7 separate regions of the Mus musculus genome follow, and all the other regions are linked to region 3. The links are chromatin contacts, called in public Hi-C, HiCAR-type, HiChIP or PLAC-seq and promoter capture Hi-C maps. All regions are on one chromosome and are shown on one strand. Each heading gives the region's core, a stretch centred on a gene start, on an enhancer-like site or on the middle of the called end of the contact. The rest is flanking DNA. Distances are from core to core; before and after follow the strand shown. Region 1 has its middle 66 kb from the start of Bmper. Region 2 overlaps Bbs9 (Bardet-Biedl syndrome 9 (human)). Region 3 holds the start of Dpy19l1 (dpy-19-like 1 (C. elegans)). Region 4 overlaps Gm36743 (a long non-coding RNA gene). Region 5 has its middle 32 kb from the start of Bmper. Region 6 overlaps Gm36743 (a long non-coding RNA gene). Region 7 overlaps Bbs9 (Bardet-Biedl syndrome 9 (human)).

Evidence for each region. Promoter capture Hi-C pulls out the DNA fragments that hold promoters and counts their contacts. A called contact is a pair of places that touch in the nucleus more often than the background predicts. HiCAR-type assays count read pairs that join an accessible place to other places. HiChIP or PLAC-seq counts read pairs in DNA pulled down with a chosen protein or histone mark.
Region 1: a contact with region 3 is called in a promoter capture Hi-C map of hippocampal neurons, with 3 times the contacts expected there. The contact joins the enhancer-like site here to the promoter of Dpy19l1 in region 3. A contact is called at or near these places in 2 of 39 promoter capture datasets (the 3T3-L1 cell line and hippocampal neurons) and 2 of 115 datasets of contacts at active chromatin or transcription factors (the NIH/3T3 cell line and stem cell-derived neural progenitor cells).
Region 2: a contact with region 3 is called in a HiCAR-type map of astrocytes, with 7 times the contacts expected there. The contact joins the enhancer-like site here to the promoter of Dpy19l1 in region 3. A contact is called at or near these places in 3 of 39 promoter capture datasets (the 3T3-L1 cell line and hippocampal neurons), 4 of 484 Hi-C or Micro-C datasets (the N1E-115 cell line, stem cell-derived neural stem cells, uterus and 1 more) and 6 of 115 datasets of contacts at active chromatin or transcription factors (astrocytes, embryonic forebrain, embryonic limb bud and 3 more).
Region 4: a promoter capture Hi-C map of 3T3-L1-derived adipocytes shows a contact between it and region 3, with 6 times the contacts expected there. The contact joins the enhancer-like site here to the promoter of Dpy19l1 in region 3. A contact is called at or near these places in 5 of 39 promoter capture datasets (the 3T3-L1 cell line, 3T3-L1-derived adipocytes, pre-B cells and 1 more), 1 of 484 Hi-C or Micro-C datasets (pre-B cells) and 2 of 115 datasets of contacts at active chromatin or transcription factors (astrocytes and embryonic forebrain).
Region 5: an H3K27ac HiChIP or PLAC-seq map of the NIH/3T3 cell line shows a contact between it and region 3, with 11 times the contacts expected there. The contact joins the enhancer-like site here to the promoter of Dpy19l1 in region 3. A contact is called at or near these places in 3 of 39 promoter capture datasets (the 3T3-L1 cell line and hippocampal neurons) and 2 of 115 datasets of contacts at active chromatin or transcription factors (the NIH/3T3 cell line and large pre-B cells).
Region 6: a contact with region 3 is called in a Hi-C map of muscle stem cells, with 2.7 times the contacts expected there. The contact joins the enhancer-like site here to the promoter of Dpy19l1 in region 3. A contact is called at or near these places in 1 of 39 promoter capture datasets (hippocampal neurons), 2 of 484 Hi-C or Micro-C datasets (cerebral cortex and muscle stem cells), 3 of 115 datasets of contacts at active chromatin or transcription factors (astrocytes, forebrain and stem cell-derived neural progenitor cells) and 1 of 9 other capture datasets (embryonic stem cells).
Region 7: an H3K27ac HiChIP or PLAC-seq map of microglia shows a contact between it and region 3, with 36 times the contacts expected there. The contact joins the enhancer-like site here to the promoter of Dpy19l1 in region 3. A contact is called at or near these places in 4 of 39 promoter capture datasets (the 3T3-L1 cell line, cranial neural crest, hippocampal neurons and 1 more) and 2 of 115 datasets of contacts at active chromatin or transcription factors (embryonic limb bud and microglia).

Annotation. Positions count from the first base shown.
Region 1 is chr9:23,156,077-23,158,776 of GRCm38.p6, forward strand. No RefSeq gene overlaps it. Among named protein-coding and RNA genes, the nearest start is that of Bmper, 66 kb to the right of the region's middle. Within about 2 kb of position 1,320, at least 18 of the 459 cell types and tissues checked have an H3K27ac peak or open chromatin away from gene starts, as enhancers often do.
Region 2 is chr9:22,707,863-22,710,562 of GRCm38.p6, forward strand. All of the region lies in intron 19 of Bbs9 (Bardet-Biedl syndrome 9 (human)), which reads left to right. Among named protein-coding and RNA genes, the nearest start is that of Gm39309, 96 kb to the right of the region's middle. Within about 2 kb of position 1,364, at least 60 of the 459 cell types and tissues checked have an H3K27ac peak or open chromatin away from gene starts, as enhancers often do. A contact at or near this core is called in the N1E-115 cell line, astrocytes, embryonic limb bud and 2 more, where this site is marked.
Region 3 is chr9:24,501,816-24,504,515 of GRCm38.p6, forward strand. It overlaps Dpy19l1 (dpy-19-like 1 (C. elegans)), which reads right to left and starts at 1,325. Exons shown (of 23, transcript NM_001359948.1): 1 at 1,024-1,325. The coding sequence starts at 1,315. LOC115487153 (a long non-coding RNA gene) reads right to left here and starts at 718. Exons shown (of 2, transcript XR_003948106.1): 1 at 1-718.
Region 4 is chr9:23,062,987-23,065,686 of GRCm38.p6, forward strand. All of the region lies in intron 7 of Gm36743 (a long non-coding RNA gene), which reads left to right. Among named protein-coding and RNA genes, the nearest start is that of Gm36743, 68 kb to the left of the region's middle. Within about 2 kb of position 1,300, at least 19 of the 459 cell types and tissues checked have an H3K27ac peak or open chromatin away from gene starts, as enhancers often do. A contact at or near this core is called in 3T3-L1-derived adipocytes, where this site is marked.
Region 5 is chr9:23,189,715-23,192,414 of GRCm38.p6, forward strand. No RefSeq gene overlaps it. Among named protein-coding and RNA genes, the nearest start is that of Bmper, 32 kb to the right of the region's middle. Within about 2 kb of position 1,382, at least 21 of the 459 cell types and tissues checked have an H3K27ac peak or open chromatin away from gene starts, as enhancers often do. A contact at or near this core is called in the NIH/3T3 cell line, where this site is marked.
Region 6 is chr9:23,039,867-23,042,566 of GRCm38.p6, forward strand. All of the region lies in intron 5 of Gm36743 (a long non-coding RNA gene), which reads left to right. Among named protein-coding and RNA genes, the nearest start is that of Gm36743, 45 kb to the left of the region's middle. Within about 2 kb of position 1,300, at least 20 of the 459 cell types and tissues checked have an H3K27ac peak or open chromatin away from gene starts, as enhancers often do. A contact at or near this core is called in muscle stem cells, where this site is marked.
Region 7 is chr9:22,639,866-22,642,565 of GRCm38.p6, forward strand. All of the region lies in intron 12 of Bbs9 (Bardet-Biedl syndrome 9 (human)), which reads left to right. Among named protein-coding and RNA genes, the nearest start is that of Gm39309, 160 kb to the right of the region's middle. Within about 2 kb of position 1,431, at least 79 of the 459 cell types and tissues checked have an H3K27ac peak or open chromatin away from gene starts, as enhancers often do. A contact at or near this core is called in microglia, where this site is marked.

The DNA of each region.
Region 1 (2,700 bases), core at 70-2,569, 1.3 Mb before region 3:
AGCCTTGAATGAACTAGTAAGCAGCTCATTCCTGTCACATAAATATACATTGATGCCCTGGTCCCAATCCACTCTGGTAAAGGCTGGGGAAGCCATGGGTTAGTGGGTTAGACTCGGGAAGCCATGGGTTAGTGGGTTAGGCTCATCGAAATATTAGTAAGGTACAAGCTCCTCAAGCCAGAGACTACACAACTCCAAAGGTAGACAGAAGTAAATGAGATCAACAGAACATGGGAAACAGACTAACAGGAGGGGAAAGGCTCTGAAAACACACAACCCAACTTTGCCTTCCACACTGAGCTATGAAGGGCAAGCTGCTGCCAATCAGGTAAAGGAAGGTACTCACCAAGTGCAGGCTGTGTGTGTGTGTGTGTGTGTGTGTGTGTGTGTGTGTGTGTGTGTGTGTGTATTTCAAATAAGACCTTGCTCAGATACCTACCCCCTACATTCCAGGGAATAGTTAAAACACCAGCCCCACTGAGCATTGGAACATTTTAAAGGAAGGGATAGAATTCCCATTTCTTGATCCATTTCAAATGGAGTGGCAGAAAATTCCCCAGCGTTTAGTTCAGAGAGTGCTACCCTGGCAGGCAGGTGTCCAGTTGATTTAATCTGCTTTTCTCTTTGTTTCTTCTCTTGTAAACTCCCCATCATTTTCCATTGACAGCTGAAGGGGTCATTATGTCCCCCCTCCCCCACCTCCCAGGTAGACATGACCTTTCTCTATTAAACTGATCACCCAGGGATAAGAAATTCTGACCCTTAAAATAAAATGTGATGACATTTAAAGTAAAATCCAAGTTCTTTGGGAATTTTCACATTCTTGGGGAGGGATAATTGTGTTAAGAAGTTAGACCTGAGTTGAATTTGTTGTTTGGCACCCTGACAGGCTCTTCCCCCTTTCCCTGTAGCATTATTTGGCAGCCCAGATGTGGAAGCACAGGCACCATCCCTTTAGAAGGTTTCAGAAGCTGTCCTACTTTTCTCGTTGAAGATCACAGTGTTGATAGTCGATTCAGTTGGCATATGAGTCACCTTAGATGCAGCCTTCCTAAAATTCAACACCCCAAATCTTGGGTGCTCACATTTCAGTTGATTGGTCTTTAGAATCTGGGAAATGTGTCAAAAGGTTTCAGTGAGCCAAAATGCTTGCTTTTGTTTTGATTTTCTGCAAACTGCCTGAGAATGGCTAAAGTTTGGAGCCATTGATGGTCTCTTTTCCTGGTGTGTTACCGAGTCTGATTTGTTGGTAACTCTGAGCTGTCTAGACATAGGTATCTGTCTGGATTGCAGCCAAGGTCATGCTGGGCAAGTCGGCCAAGTTGGAATGAATGAACACTCCCTTACTCCAAACTCTGAGATCCCAGCTGAGCAGCTAAGTAAACAGGGAAGCTCTGGTCCATGCCCTTCCACGTTTCTCTACCCAGAACTTTCTGCTCTGTCTCATTGGCCAGAATGTGCTACTAGTGTGCCTGCTTCAGTAGCAACAGCTCTCTCTCTAGTCCCCTGTTTGTTGGCTGTCATCTGCCTTTAAATCTGTAAACAGATTTCCATTTGAACTTGCTCTTACATGTTTCATTTAGATTTTATGCGTGATATTTTTGCACCTGCTTCTGGGGGTCCATCACTCTGAAAAACACATCTAGGGATGAGTCCTGTGATCCTAGAACTCTCTGTCTTGTGTTCCATTATCTGTGTCACCAGTCTCAGGCAAGCTTCTGATCTTTCTGAAACTCAAGCAGCACATTTTGAGAATAGATTGGTGGGTGGTGGAGGGGGGTCCAGAACCTCTGCACATTGGTAGAATTGTAAAGAGGATGGTATCGGACTCTTGTCTAAAGCAAGGTCTCTAGCTGTGTGTATTTTAGGCAGCAATGAAGGACTGCATGAATTGGAGTCACTATTTGGCAGACTGAGGCAAGGAGATCTAGCTTGGATGCTAGCTTGGGCTACAAATTGAGAGCAAGTTTAAAAAAAAAAATAAGACAAAGTTTGCTTGGGGAGGATCTGAAAAAGCTATAAAGCAACAATGGATTATGTGTTCTTCCCTCACCTCATCCTGTGTTTTACACACACACACACACACACACACACACACACACACACACACACACACACGAGAGAGAGAGAGAGAGAGAGAGAGAGAGAGAGAGAGAGGGAGGGAGAGAGGGAGAGGGAGAGAGGGAGAGAGAGAGGGGAGAGAGAGGGGGGAGAGGGAGAGAGGGAGAGAGAGTAGAGAGAGAGGAAAGAGAGAGAGGAGGGAGAAAGGGGGAGGGAGAGAGAGGGAGGGAGAGAGGGAGAGAAGGAGAGGGAGAGGGAGAGAGGGAGAGGGAGGGAGAGAGGGAAAGAGGGAGAAGGAGCGAGAGGGAGAGACAGGAGAGAGAGAGAGAGAGAGAGGAAAGAGAAAGAGAGTGGGAGGGAGAGAGAGGGAGGGAGAGAGGGAGAGAAGGAGAGGGAGAGAGGGAGAGGGAGAGGGAGAGGGAGAGAGGGAGAGGGAGAGGAGAGAGAGAGAGGTTGTTTCTGGTATTAAAGTAAACAAAACTCTTGGGAACAGCATTTAACAGGATACTTTGATGGATGTTGACTTGATTTGCTACAACCAGCTCCTGAGTTTTCAGCTTCTGCAGTGTGAGAACAGCTGTTGTTGGATTACACAGACCATATTGTGGAAGATAATCAAATACAGGCCCTTTAAATATG
Region 2 (2,700 bases), core at 114-2,613, 1.8 Mb before region 3:
TTAAGTGACCTTTCCCCTAGCTACCTTAATTATTCCCCACCATGTGGGCTGTTTTAGGGGACTGTGACAATGGGTTAACTATGTGCTAGTTAATGAAAATGCCTGCCACTTAGAAAGAAAAATGTGGGCTTGGAGCTTTAATTAAATTATACATCAATAGTGAGATAAAATAATACATTTTTGAGAAAAATGGATTTTAGAAATGTCTCTTTTCCTTTGAAGTCACTAATAATTAAATAAGTTGACGGAAATGGGAGGTTGTTCAAAAGCATCATGTTGTTTCTTTATAAATGTAATAATTTTTTTTAGTTAAATTCGTGTCACCTTATTGTGTAAATATGCTTAGAGTTTGTGATAAATAATGAATACAGGATGCCATTAAACCAGGTTTTAATGGTGATAGTATGATATAAGTTCCTCCCCTTATTTGATTATAAATGTTTATTTTTTTTGCAAAATTATGTCAAGTAAATAATAAACAGCTTTAGGGAATGGAGTCTTACAAACTAGGTTATGTCCCTTAGATGTAGTGGACATTTTGTTTAGCCTGCCTTTACTCAATAACTAGTCTAATCCAGTAACAGTCAAGTTCAGTAGGAATATTACTGATAATTACAGATTTTATGCTCAGTACCAGAGTGTCAGACACACAAAACTTCTCTGATTACCTTTGACTAGTGTAGACTGGTTAATTTATTTCCCAATGCTACATCGAAGAAAATGAGTGTAAGGGCAGGTGGAAGACATAAACAGACACTAAAAATAGTAGATATTTTGAATATGAAGAGGTCTTGGAAATTAGTTAATTCACTTAAAGGAGGAATAGAGAGATGCCTCGAATATATAATGACCTCTTCCAACCTCTCATAGATGAGATGGGATAAGAGCCAGGGTCACAGTGCAGCTTGGTGTGGTTGACAGATTCCAGGGTTCCATGAACCTGGGTTTCTGTGTCTGCACTGTCCATCTTTGTGGCTGTGGGCAGGTTGTTGAAGCTCTGAGGCCCCATCTCTTCCTCTGTAAGCTAGGGTGCCTTTCCCACGCAGGCGCTGATGATTTCCTGTGACCACCGATCCCTAAGCGCTTAGCAAGTAGGGCTGTCCTCTTTGGCAGGGTAGTGACTTTCCCCTAGACACAGAGCTGCTTTGTAAAAGTCATTCACGGAAACAAACAAACAAAACAAAACAAAACAAAACCGGCAAGGCCCTAACACTGAGCTCCTTTGGCCCTGGGTTTTTTGGCCTTGCTGTTGGCCAGGCACCTGACACTTGGGGGTGCTAGCGTGCAGTTGGTGTTTGCCAGCTTGGGTGAGGCCTCGCCTGGGATCTATGCTGAAGCCGCTCAGCGCTTTGTACCTTTGTCCTAAGGCAGAGCAGTCTCCTCACTGTGCTCTGAGGTGCAGCTGGGACAGCCACAGAGTTCTCTCTCTCTCTCTGTAGATGAAATGTTCCACGGAAAGTTTCCTGGTGAAGCCTCTTTTTGAGAGATTTATGCAGATTATAAAGTCAAAAGACGGGGTCATTCCAGACTTTTCTTTCCAGGCCATGAGGCCAAAACAAAATTTAAGCAGGTATTAGTTAAAAATCGAGAAGTATTTTCTCCACCGGGATACTTGCCAAATCTGTGTTGGCAACGTCCAAGGCGGCTGAGGTGAAGTTTTCCTCTGTGTGGAGAGAGTCCAGCCCGGAGCACAGCCCGGGGCTGGTCTGTTGCACAGGTAGTGTGGAGGGTTCTCCACGGTTTTGTGGAATTTGGGGCCGCGTAGATTACTTTTCACCAAGCAAGCTTCATACTGGTTATTGACTGCAGGTGTTTTGGGGTGTTTGGGGGTGTATTGAGCGAGCGATTGAGACCTGAGTGCTGGTCACTGGATAAAGCAGGTATTAGTCACTTGGCTACTTCCCAGTAAACTGCAAAATGACCTGCTTTAATGCAGTTCAGATTAAAACACAACAAGAAGCAGGTGACCTTGACACTTCCTAAGAGTCAGGTTAGGTGTGTCCAGGGATTTACTGCACTGTTGTGGTAACTGAAGGTAGATTTGTTCAGCTTGCTTAGAAGTGCTGAGAAAAATAAATCTATCGCTAAGTGCATTGTACAAAAGAGGAACTGCTAATGTTTAACGATGCCCCCTCTACCTTACCATAATCAATGTGCACAGCCATTCTTTAACACGTGAACAAATGTTTGGTGTGTGCTTGTAAACTCCAACCCTTTTATTACTGTTAACTGACCCTGGAAATATGTAACTGTCTATGAGACCATTTTCCTCAGCTGTAGCAGGATCTAGGCATACTTAGTGATCGTGGAGAACATCAGGGAATGTTCCAGCAGAGTGCAGCAAAAGCCAGTGGTTGCAAAACAAGCTCGTGCCTTTCCTTAGACTGAAGTGTAAGAACACATGGGAATTTCACATTTAAGAAAAATCGATGGAAACCTCAGAGACCTGGAGCGGGCTCCTTGTGTACAGCTGCTGTCAGGATACTCCCTGCCTGTCCCCTGCCTGTCCCCTGCCTGTCCGAGACTCAAGATGCTCTCTGCTTGCCAGCAGCATAGGAAGAAGGAACGTGGCAATGGTGCCATACAGTGTGGAAGCATCAGCATGGCGTATTTTGACATGGACAGAGAATTCTATATCAGAAAATACAGATAACGAGAAAGACATAGCAATTACCCAAATCTTACCACTAAAGCTATATA
Region 3 (2,700 bases), core at 75-2,574:
AACCTCAGCCACTGTACCACGCTGCCTCCCCAAGGTGGATTTAACCTGTACACTTGCCATGTTCTCAAGCTAGCTGCTGAAGGAGGGAATGATGAAAATAATGAATTTGCCAAATCTTGACCCAAGTATTTAAAAAAAAAAAATCCTAGTAACGATGCCAGCCTTCTTGAACCCACAAACACACAGCCATGACTGGCTTTCAATAACTATACAGCTGCAGAAGAGGCTGGCCCCACAGGAAGGCTGATTTTGCTGTATTGTCTGTCTAAACCCCAAACTTCAAGCACCCCAAACTCTTAGAGGTCATTAAGCAACAGGGAAAAGATAGTAAGAAAATATCACTACATAATTCAACAACTAAATCCCATCGTGGCAAAAATATCACAGAATCCTTATGAAGGGCTTGTTAAAATTAGGCCTATTAATCCAACTTCTATAAACTTGCCTTATCCGACAAAGTCACAGAAAACGAACCCAGAAGATAGTCCACACGTAAATGCCTCAACTTTATTTCTTCTAGGCACAAGTTACATCCCATCCATTTGGTGCATGGAAGAAGGTAAAGAGATGCCAGCAGGCAAGGTTAAAGCTTGGGCATCCAAAACACGACGCAGCCTGAAAAGTGACAGAACCACGAAGTGCCACCCTCAGTGTTTGCGGCCAAGAAGGGAAAAAGCACGCTAAAATTTAATTATAAGTTTGGCAACTTTCTAAGTCAGGAAACCTGGGTATTTCGAGCTCCAGGAATCGCTCGCATCACCAAGCAAACCATCCTCCGAAGTAGCGGCTGGGCCAGGGGTAAAGAGTGGACTGTGGATGCAGGCAGAATCCAGTCTCCTCGGCGCGGACCAGCCCGCCCGCGGCCAGCCGAGCAGCTGTTGATCTCGGGGCCATGTTTTTAAAAGCCCGGGCGGACCGCGGGGCAGAGGATGTGTGGAGCTGAGCCCCGGAAGGAGCGGGGAGGAGTAGGGAGGAGGCAGGAGCGTCCCGGGAAAAGTCAGAGAGGGCTGCTAACTGGCTCACCTAGCAGCAGCGTGCTCCAGGTCCGGCCGCGCCCGCGCCGCAGGCCCAGCGCCCAGTGCAGCCCGGCCGCCAGGCGGCCCGCGAGGCCGTCCGGGGCGGGCGCGGCGGTCCCTGCGCGGGGTCCCTTCCTGCCCGCCGCGCCCCTGCGCCCCGGCGACGGCGGCGTGCGCTCCGACCCCAGCTCCCCGGCGTCCACCTCGGATGCCCCGCTCAGTGGCGGCGGCGACGAGCGGGCCGACCGGGGCGGCCTGGGAGCCGCGTCCCGGTGCTTGCTCCGCGCCTGCAGGACCATCTTGGCATAGTCGCGCCCGCTAGCTGCGCGCGCCCGGACGGCGGCCGGGATCCGCGGACTGGCGGTCGCTCACTCTGGCCGGCGAGGGCGGGCCGGGAGGCGGGGACAGCGCGGGCCGTGTGGCCGCTGCCTACCGCGTGGCGGCCGAGAGGCGGCGCCGGACTCCCGCGCCTCCGCCGTTGCCGCTCTCGGGTTGCCAGGGCGACAACGGAACGCCGCGGGGCGGAGGCGGGGACAAACTGCGAGCGGCGCGGCCCCGCCCCTCCGGCGCGCGCGCCCGGGCGCGCTCCAGCGGCCAAGCGCGCACGCGCGGGCTACCAGCGGGGCGGGACCGGCGGCCAGGGGAGTAGCGTGGACGACCTCCCGGAAGCGGCAGTGCGCCCTCGGGAACCGGGGATCTGGCTGTGAGGCGGCGTGGCGCGGGGCGGGAACCTAGTGGCCACGGAACGGCGCCGTGGGTACACTCCGGGGTTTCTGTGCATTAGGCTTGTGCAAGAAACTAACGGGGTAAAAGTGTGACCTCGCCACTCAGAACAGCCAGGTTTCTGGTTCAAGGATGAGAAGCAGGGAGTGGACCGAGTATTCAAATAAGTGTCCGGTAGGTCGGAGCGAGGATGTAATCTGAAGGCCTGGGTAGGAACCCAAACTCAAGTCATAAATGAAAAGGGCCTGTCAGGGAAGGTTATCCACGTGTTACTTTTACCTCATGTATACTGAAAGTATGGAAACCGGCTAAAAGATGTGACACTTGAAAACGAATTTTCTCATAGCAGGATGTAGGAGTTAATGAAGAAGCCCAGGGAAAGAAAAAAGAAAAAAAAAAAAAAAGAATATGTTCCAAGTTAACCTTCCTTGCCTCCAGCCCATTGCTATTTGCACAAAGCCTTGGAGAATTGCAGCAGCGAGACTTATTTCTTGGCTCCTGTCCAAATGAGCTTGTTCCAAAAAGTCTGGATGCTGGAAATCAAGGCACATCGTTTCACTTTTCTCCACAGTAATTACAGGGGTTTCAGGAGGCTCTGGCTTCTATTGCTCACGACTTTATTAATATGAGCATTCATTAACTCAGGCACAAAGAATGGATTTTGTTAAAGGACTCACCGCTATATTACACTTTGTAAGTTTCCTGAGTTTGATTATTAAGTTATGTATTGAAAACAAGGAACAACTGTTTAAGACACCTCTATTTAAAAAAATGATTGACAGTGTCATACAGGGGCTTATATTGTGAAATAAGGTATCAGGTTGATAGAGTGTTATTTCTAGGGTTGATACTAAATTTATAACCTACCAGATTAAAAGAAATTTACTTCAGTGTCTGCCAAAGACAATAACAGTAATTTCATCACTAGCATACTTATTAATTAGAAGACACACGGAGCTAC
Region 4 (2,700 bases), core at 50-2,549, 1.4 Mb before region 3:
CGAGCCAAGTCATTCATGGGTTTAATCTCAGCACTGGTCAGGATTACATTCATGGCTCCTGACTGCCCAGCCCAAACAGCCGTGTTGCTGTTTGGAAGGAGATCAAGGTTGCAGACTCCTCTTTTTGTTGATTCTTCAATTTTCTAAGCTGGTGGATTCAGTGAGGGCTGATATCTGCCCTGGGATCAGGCCGCTGGTGGGAGGGAGCAAGCTGGGGGCAGTGCTATTTGTCCCCAAGGAAGGAAATGGAGCCAGATGGCATGGTAAGCTGAGTTGCTGAGCAAAAGATCCATTGTCACCAGACCACAAGTGAAGGTTTTGGCAAGAAATAGCCTGGAAATGGTGAAGCTGCATGGGTCTTTGTGTCTTCACTTTGCTTTGGTGACATGCACACACTCCTTGGGGTTTAGTTGTTGGATAGGTGGCACATTCACCCACACAAGGTTGATGCTTATACCAATTCTGCTTAACTTACCAAGGGATTGCATCCTGATAAGTCAATCATGAACTGAGAAGACAGTGAGAGGAGAAGACATTTATTCCACCTAACCTGTGGGGCATTTGTATGTGACTGAATTGTTGTTCAAATTGACTGGTAGACACTTCTTTGTCTATATTTAATTCTTCAACCTACCCAAATGGTCATAACTAGTTCAGCATTTCTTAAGGTTTTGCTTAGCTGAGGATTCTAGTATACACAGCTGAAGGCCAGAAACTGGGGAGGTGGATTGATAGAAGAGACCAAGGAGAGAATTTGAAGCTCTGTGTGAGATACACAACTCCTTGTATGGTTAATGCTGGATAAAGAAAGAATTAGCGTTTGTTAAACACATACTAAATTTCAGTCATCACACTGTCTGCCTAGGACTTGCTATTTTGTTTATTATCCACAGTAATCTTGTTGGATGTTACAACCCTTTCTTAAACAGAGAGCAAACCAAGACAGAGAGAGGTTATGCGACTTGCTCAAATAAACTCACACAGCCAACTGAGTGCCAGAGCTGAGGTTGGAAGTCCTGTAAGTGTGAGCCCGTGAGTTTTCTCCAGTGTCTCACTACCTCCAACAGCGCTGTGTTAAATGAATAGATCACCTTTGTTTTAAAGCTGGAGAGATAAATAGGATTTGTGCCAAATTCAGCTGATTAGTAGTATGCCTGGAATTCTATGTTGAGAAAGATTCTTATTGGGCAAGATTTCCAGCTGATTAATGATGTCTGCCATGTGTACTGCTGGGGAGGATGGTAGAACACTCTTATTGGCCAAGATTCTCTGGTTGATTAATGATGTCTGCCAGATGCTTTGCTGGGGAGGAAGGGCAGAACAGGGGCTCTTCATTTGCTGGCTCCTCTTCAGGTCCCTAGGAGACACAGGGTTTCTCCAAGCAGAACTGTGCCTGGGTGAACCTTATGCTGAGCAGCGATGTGGACCAGCATCTGACCCCATGGCCATGACTTGGTAGCAGAGTTTTATTCATATTCTGTTGGGAAGAGAGCCATGGAAAAAATGTCTTCAAGTTGCCATGTTAGAAACTAGAAAGTGACCAGCCAGCACATTCAGTGTTCATATTCTCAGCTAACAAGCACACGGCAAGGCACTTTGCTCTTAAATATGCTATTTAGAGAAAAGTTATTTTCTCTTTTCCTTGCTGGTAAAATGAGAAGCCAGGGAAGCCTGAGGGTTCCAGCTTGTGTCTCGACTCTGTGATAGCGTGGTTGCTCATGGCTGAAACATCCCATTTCAAATGCTAACATGTACACGAGCAATTCCAGGGCGGTAGCACTCGGTGTGAATGAAAAACAAGACCACTTTTAGTTTAAAGAAAATCAAAAGCTTCATATGGTCATTGGCAGTAGTAGAAGAGATTAGAACTCATGACGTTAATCAATTTTAACAGTTAGAATATACTTCCTTCCAGATACAAATGTTAAGACATCAATTAAAAACAAGTATGTTTTCAGACTACTCTAAGACTCAGTTTTAGTTTCATTTCCAGTTGTCCTGAAACACAGCAGAGCAGATGTGTCTGTAAGAGTTCAGCTGCTGAGACCAAATGTTGTGTAAAGCCTTAGAGACAAATTCAGTTCCAGTATAGACTGGAGTTTGCTCCACTGAGGATCAGTGTAGGCGCTGACCCTTGTTTTCTCCGCATGCTTCCCACTGTCTGCTGAGCACTTCAATTCAAGGACCAATGGCCTACAACACCTTAGAAATCAAAACTTAAAGAAAAAAAAAAATCAAAACTCAAGGGTTCAGTTGCAAAGCATGCTGGTTTTTTGCTTGCTTCCACTAACACAAGTAAGATTTTTTTCCCCCTTGTTACAGTAAGTTTAGAAGTGAAGGTATTGTGGCAGAAACAATTCTCATACATTATTTGTACATAAACGAACCCCAGAAATCACCCAATCCCATCCACTTCCAAATTTTATCCTTGTCCAATTCACTTCCAGAGGAGTTGTCTCAGATCATTGTTAGATCACGCAAACATTCTGACAATATTGGAAGAACGACTGAGCAGAGCAGCGCTTGATAGATACACGGATAGGTTTCCGTGTTAAATTCTGACCAACTGACCTTCAGAAAATGAAGAGTGTGGGAACTAGTGAAATTTGGTAATCTGCAAAAAGGAACAGAGGGCTGAATTCAACTCCCCAGAAGGTGGTGGACGAGGCTGGGATGTCTGCCAACTGTCAATCAAGCCCA
Region 5 (2,700 bases), core at 132-2,631, 1.3 Mb before region 3:
AGGAAGGACAGGGAGAGAAGGAAGGGGCTGGAGTAATGGAAGAGGGAAAGGGAATGGTGGAAGGAACAGAGGCATGGGATGAGATATGATCCCAAGAACATGCCCTAAAATATCTTTCCTTTCAGCGAGACCACACCATCAGCATGAATCTACAAAAGGGCTAAGTGTTGCTTGGGCCAGAGACTATACTCGAATCATCCTTTTAGAATTTGATCCACCAGTGCTAGGCCAAGTTTTAATACATGGTACTTTATACACAGACACTTCAAATCCAAATCATAGCAGCTATGATCTGAACACCTAATGGAATATTCTTTAGGACATCTGTTTTCTGGGCAGTACATTATTATTATTAATATTTTATTTATATATTTATATAAAGATAATTCAAGAGACTGAAAGTGGTGACACTCTCTCACAGGTTCATAACAAAATCCAAGACAACAAGAAGAAAGGCTCTAGAAAGTGGGCCAAGAAAGACAGTCACCAAGGAAACCAATCTTGAAGCTAGGGCAAATAGAAGGAGCCCAAAGGCCATGTTAGTGACAAGGTCTATAAGCTAGCCTTGGATGGTGAAGCTCCTTATGAGCAAAGCTACATGGAGGCTCCCTGCTCCAAGGTCATTGCCACCGCTGTTGTCTCTGAGAAATTGAAGACTCATAGTCCCTCATCTTGTAAAGAAAGCACCAAATTGACTCTTAGGTACAGCACTCAAGAAATTTACCCCAGGAGCACAGAGGGGGAAATACGTGTGAATGTGTATGTATATGGGGCAATGTTTGGTAAGGACATCTGAACAGTTCCCATTCGCTATACATTTGGAAAACTAGAAATTTACTAAGTTTAGGTAGAGGATGGGGAACTCGCAGGCTCAAGATCAGTTCAGGGTTTGTGTTACCTGTAAAACACCTGTCACCTCCACAAGGCGGAGCTCAGTCTCTGCTAAGGGATTAAAAGGACATGGGAACTGGGGTCTGCTGGGTTGGCCAGCCTGGCCAAACTGAACTGTGGGCAAGCTTGTGGTTCTTCCTGTAGCCTCTCTGTTTCCCAGTGAAGCTCTTGTCTTTATCTGCTCTCTTCTGATTGAATTTCTTCCTATGCTCTTCCACTCATCAGCTACAAGGATGTAGCCAGCATTGCATTTAATACAACACATTAGTCTTTCTATGTTTAAATCTATGTTTCTATGTTTAATTACAAGAGAAAAGATTGCTCTTTCAAAGATATTGGGAGCCTCCAGGAGTATTGAAGACATAGAAGGGAAATTTCTTGAGGAGTTTTTACCAAGAGAAACATTATTTGAAAGTGCTTAAGCTAACAAAACTGAGTTTAGGACATCTGCTCTTGGCCTATTCTCATTAACCACCATGTCCCTGGAGACTGGTTTTCCTCCTAATATGGTGAAATATGCCAAAAGCAAGTAAATTCTCCTGTGGGTTTAAAGGATTTAACTGAGTCACATGGAAAGTTACCAGATTTTCCAAATGATTTATGTGGTAGAGGCATGGTTCTATTTGGATGAACTTCTTGCTGTCTCACAGAAAGAAAGTAAAACATTCAATACATACTCATCAAGTTGTTCCAGGGGCCTTGCCTTGACGAAGACACACTTTAAAAAAAAGTTAGTTTAGAAATGTTTAAAGAACAAAAAAAGTCATGTTTTTATAGGAAGAGTTATCACATTGCCAATTTTCTTTTTGTTTGGAACTATAAATAAAGTTCCTTTCTTGTTAGTGAGTCATTTAATTGCTCATAAATAAGAAAAAGGTGTGTATGTGTGGTCTTAATCTAAGTGTTAACACATTGGGTAGAAATGTGATGTCCCCTAAATTTACAGCGGACACTTTAAACAGATGAGATAAGTTTCAAGGTCTGGATACCACATGGGGATGCTGGGATGCAGGCGCATTCCCTTGTTCTTCCAGATAGCTAAAGAATCTCTTAAAAGCTGGTGTGTAGATCCACTTACAGTGGTATCATTCCATTATTCAAAACATATAAATTAAAAGAACTGAATTCTCTTGGGCTCTGTTCACATTCTAGTAACCCTTTAAAAAGTCTGCAGAAAACACACTTGTCATGCAACACTTCCTTACTGTTCAGTGCAGACATCCAGAAAACGTCTGGGATTTTTCAGTGACTGCAGCATAATCTATAGTGAGAGAATTATAAGAGTAATCTAGAACTGAAGCCTTGCTTCTTTTCTTAAAATGAAACCGAGCAATTTATTTGACCTTAGAGTATGTTTATTAAAATACTTTAAAATAAACATCTCCTACTTGGATTTACACCAGGTTGTAAAAGATGTTCTTAAAATAAAGATCTGTTAACTTAATTAAAAGATATAAGGAAATACATCTTTATGAAAGAGGAGAAGCATGTGACAACTTTTTCTACACCAATACAAAAAGGCATCTTTAACCAGAGAAGTTAAATTATCAAAGAATGTTTCATTATAATAAAGAAAACAAAGGCTTGCTTTCTAAAAGAATGGAATCAGAGGGTCACAAGGACAGTCCATTGGTCCTCCTACTGTCTGCATCCTGTGTTTTGGGTTATGTGAGAACGCTGTGGGATACCCCTGGACCTGCCTCTACTCTGGGCTTGGCCTTATGCAGTGAAAGTCAACAACCATTCAGAAAGTCCCACTGAGAACACAGAGAAAATGAGCCAGATTCCAGACACTCCAGGTCTAGAACA
Region 6 (2,700 bases), core at 50-2,549, 1.5 Mb before region 3:
TTCTTCTTTTTGGGGGTGAGATGGCATGGCCCCCACATTCCAAAGCCTTGCCCGGCTTTGCCTTCTGTCTGACACACACAAAGCACCGAGGACATCTGCAGCATAGCTCTGCTTTGTTGTGTCTGTTTCTTGCTGGGTTTACCTGATACACTGCTTTCCAGAACAATTTTCATTCTAGAAGATACTCCCTCAGGGCTGAGCGTGGGGGAGGACTAAACCACAGAGACGGGCACAGTGTTGTTGTAGTGTTTCTGCTGGGTCAAGTGGATCTGAAACTTGGGATAAAGAATGGGTCTCATCTTTAAAAATCCATTTCAGACCAACAGGCAATTGACCTCATCCCAAATGGCCAGTGTACTTTTTCCTGAGAAGGGTGTGACAAGCCATCTGTCCTTCAGAGGAAACCTTCAGTCACCGGGAATGCATGTGAGATGGGAGGCACTGCTCTTCTGAATTTGTAGTTAAATTTCCTTCAAGGCCAGTGAGGTTGTTTATTGCATTCAGGCACCAGCTGAGAATCCTGGTGATCTGAATTCAGTTCTGACGATCCACAGGGAAGGAGAGAACTGACTCTTGTGAGTTGTCCTCTTGTGCACAGCCACACCTAAACACACACACACACACACACACATGCACACACATATGCACATGCACACACACACACACACACACACACACACACACACACACATGCACACACATATGCACATGCACATACACACACTCACACACACACACACACACACACACACACACACACACACACACACACACAATCCCCTGGTGTAGGTTTTCTTTAGTAACACCTCTGTCCTGTACCAGTAGGTGGAAATCAGCCACCATGCAGGGTGAACTCCCTGATGTGGCTCTTGCCACAACAGACACAGGTTTGGGAGGGGAGCTGAGCCCATTTGTCAGTAAATGTAAGTTTCACCTTTGAACTCCGAAATAATTGTTTGGTTTTCCTTCTTAAGTACTAAGATTGATTTCTCAGTAGCAATTAGCCACATCTATACAGGAATAATAGAATAAATAACTGGAGAGGAAAGTTTGGGCCAAGTGTTTGTGTTTCCCCTTGAGTCCTTACAATGTTGGGGAAGGCTGCGTGGGTTTACTGTGTAGAGAGCAAGTGAGTTTGTCTCAAATGAACAAATGCTAATGTCAGAGCCTGAGGAAACTGGCTCTCCAGACCCAGTTTCCTCACATAAAAACCGAGAGCAGTTCTGATCTCTGCCTTAGGGGATCATTAGGAGGCTGTTGTGAAATGTTTTGAAGATGCTGTGTAAATACAACACTGCAGAGCCTTCCTATGGCCCTGCTGCAGTTCTGACCCTGGGAAAAGCACTGAGGGTTCTTATACAGGCCTGCCATTGGTCTTTCTCCTCCCAGCTACTCCATTTCCCAACACCATCTCGGCTTTTCTCACTTCTGCCTTGGGCTTCCAGACACATCATCAGGCCGCAGGAAGACCCTGCCTCCAGCCATCCTTGCCAGCACTTTTCTTTCTCCAACCAGCCCTGGATGCTCGGCCTGTCCCTCCATATAAAGCCGTTTATTATGATCTAGGAAGAAGCTGAACTCTGGTCCTTTACCCAACATAAAATCTGTCTCTCTGTGTCAAAAGAGAAGGAGGAGGAGGAGGAGGAAAAAGGAATTAGACGCCAGGGAGACACTAAATACAGTTTTCCTTTGACTGCTGGAGGAGATAAGTCCCTAAAAAAAGACAGGAATTGTTTGCTTATAAGTTGAGTGCTGCAGGTTTATCACCTAGTGTCATAGATTATGTTGAACACAGTCATCAGAAGGAAGAGCGGGAGGCTACAATAACAGACGATAGGGACTATTCCGACTCCACAGTCAACCCCCACCCCCCTCCCGACTCACTCACCCTGGGTGGAAAGCGTTTGTGTTACAAAACAATGTCAGGTCCTGCCCTGAAGATCTAATGTGTCTCACAGGCAGCGAGACAGATTGGGATGTTCCTTGGCTGGGCCTGATGTCACCCGAGAAGCTGGGTGAGATGGTGGGGACACTCTGGGATTTCCTCCCCCAGAGTGTGGTGGGGGCTCAGAGCCAGAATCCAGAGACAACAGAGAAGGCTGTAAACGCCTGGTGCAGAATAATATTTAGGCAGGATGTTCCTTGAACCATGGGAGCCGTGAAGTTTCCTGGGCCTAGAAGCTGCAGGTGATTAATTTCTTCAGTCCCAGTGGCGCCCAGTGTCTCCAAGAACACCCGGGTGGCCTCTAGATGAGGTCACTATTCAGAATTTAAGTCACATCAGTGCAGCTCAGGGAACTTACAACAACTTCCACCGACCCAAATTCTTTCTGGTTGGTTGGTGCTGCGCATGCGGTAGGGTGGTCTGAAAGATGAGGTTCCTTTACCAGAGAGTCTAGTCGGGTGCAGGGAAAGCTGTGAGCTGCCCAGGACCTGTGTTGGCTCCAGGGAGATCTGCAGTGACGTTAGTGTTCTGCTGGGCACGTAAATCAACTCCGAGAGCCGCCCCCTCCCGTATCTTGGCAGCGTGTTTGCTTTCTGATAAATCACCCTCATGACCAAATGGATTTGGCCCAGATTAAATGTCTCCTGATCACGCAAATTATTCATATTGTGTCTCATCCGTGACTCCAATGCTCTCTCCGAGGGTGAGACTCAGTGTCCAATGAAGTGGATTGTCTGTGTTTCTTGTGGAGTTGG
Region 7 (2,700 bases), core at 181-2,680, 1.9 Mb before region 3:
AGAAATCAAACGCTTAGGAAAGTAACTGCAGAGGCTCAGGAATGACCTATACTTTGTGGAGGGGAGCTGTTTTAGACCTGTGCAATGGTATCATTCACACACAGTCCTGGAGAAGTCAAGGATCTCACTGTGTACTGTAAAAAGAAATCTTGTAGCTAAACCAGATAACACTGTGTATATATATCCTCACCCTCCCATCAAAGGGTGTTGGCATTAGTGAGCACGCCTTTCCCTCCCACACTTCTAGGCTTTTATTTATACCAGCCACCCTAACGAGATGATACTTCTGAAAAGTTCCTCTGTCACCTATAAGGACCAAGGCTTGGTCACAGCTCTTCTTCTCGTTGCCATGATAAAAGTGGAAGAGAGACCATGACATGCGGGGTCGCATGGCATGGATTGGACTTACACAGCAGACCCAATGAGTTTCTGGTGCTGTCTGACAGACTCTATACAACTTTCTGCTGTAAATCTCTCCTATGGCCTTTTATAACAGCAGCAGCCAAGATACATAGCCATGAAAGTTTCCATCATAATAAATCCAGTTAATTGAGAAAATTTTTCCATCCGTTCCAAATGAATGAAGATGTGGCTACCTTGAGTATGTGTGCATGATGCATGACCATCTGTTCCAGGCAACAGGCAGAGCACTCGTTCATACCTGGCCTGGCAGTCGTATTTATATACCTAGGGTAAACATTTGGTATTATATTTCCTAAGGATTATATTTTATTTCTTTAGAATCAGAAAATGGCATGGAAAATTCTTGTATTAACATTTTATATTTTCTCCTTAATATTCTACAATTATTTTCCTTTTAAAATACAAGGTTTATGATTTAGCCAAGTCTTTAATTCACTTTTTGGCTAAAAAACAACTATTCTTTGTTACTGTAGTTATTTTTGTCATATCTCTTTGATTTGTGCTTTGAAAGTGCCTGGACCATTGTTGGATTCAATAAATGTGATGTGGGAGCTATCATGTTTGTTCATCTAAACCCACATGCACACCCTTCCTGTAACAATGAGAGATTGTGTGATTGCTGTCTAAGCTGCCGTCGTTATGCCGGCAGAGTCAGGATGTCTGCCTCTTTCTGAGCAGTTTGTTATTCCTACAGGGACTTTTCCTTCTCTTGCTTACAAGATGCTCCCGGGGCAGTTTTCAGCTCTTCTGTGCCCACTGCCTCAGCAGCGATGAACATGCTGTTTACGATCTCTGTAGCTCTGTTCTGAAGCGTAGAACAGGGAACCCTTTATGTATAAAGTTCCTTGTGATTTAAACACTTCGTGCAAAGGCCTGCATCCCGGGTTTGGGCAGACAGCAGCTCAGTTACGCTTCTCCTTTCAATCGGTGGCTTCAGGAGGAAGCACTCGGCTCTCTGAGCTGTGGTTTCCAATTTTAGAATGCTGTGTACTTATTTCACAGGGTTGTGGAGATGCGGTGAGATGAGACACCTAAGTCACTCACAGCATGCTTTAGTGTAGGAAGTGTAGGAAGCCACTATGCTTGTTATATTCAATTCTATGGATGCAGACAACATTATGTTATTGTTAATAGAGGAATACTTAATTGTGCCCTATTAATTTACTGGCCCAACTAGCTGTCTGAAAGAAGCTTGTGTGTCCCCTTTCCACAGCTTTATCTTGCCACAGTCACCTTGGGGGTTTTGCCCAAATGGCCAGACATTACTGAGGAAGCTCTGTTTTTGGAGTACAAGGTTCCATGTGCATTAGCCGGGTTTTTACAATAAAATCTAAGAACACATTGTTTGCTAATTTGCTGTTTACCATATGTATTTGCTTCAATAATTTTCTCTTAAAACATTACTTTTTATCTCTAAACATTTTTGTTTGATTACTTTTAGATTGTCTAGAATACATCACTTAGAATCAATATGTAACATTTATTGACTTAAATTGTATGTATATAATGTTTGTAGGTCAATTACACACTTTTGTATGTTTTATACAAATGTATTTGTATAATTGAGAGACAGATGATGCGTGCTTTTTACTTAAGGTAAAAACTCGATTCCCACATAATGAAGACATAATTGCATTATGTCAGTTGACAGTGGTTTGCGTGTATCTCACGTGATAGTCTAGTAACCAGACGGAGCCGCTCCGTATGAAGGAAGCACATAGAAGGATCACTTTCAACCAACTTCCAGGTTGTAGGGGAGGCTCACCTGAGGAGATGTATCTCAGCACTCGAGTCTGCCTCTGGACAGTAACCCTATCTGGGGTGCTCATTGGTTGTCTGCTAATAGTTAGATGACGTCATCTGACAGACAGTTCCAAGAGGCTGAAACCTTTAGGAAATCACAAGCACAGAGAAAAGACATCCAGTGTAAGGCAGCCAGCTGTTCATTATTTGATACCCTCACTGACACGCCTCTTCAGGAGCGAGTGAGACAGCCTGGCCTCAGCTTCCAGGCTAACTTGGTTCTTACAGGGGAAGGATTTCTTAGCATCATTAAGTCAGATGGTGGAGTTTGGAATTTTGATCCCTCAGGAGTGTAGTAGTTAACACCTCCTCTGATGTTGTCTAGAACTGCTTATGTTGTCGTGGTTCTGTGATTAGCCACAGAAGAATACACAGAGCTTTGGAGTGTCCTAGAGTGCTGTAAATCCATAGAAGTGAGGCTATCAGGAGAGAGTAATTGCCCTTTGTAAAGATAAGTATATTGATATTAGATAA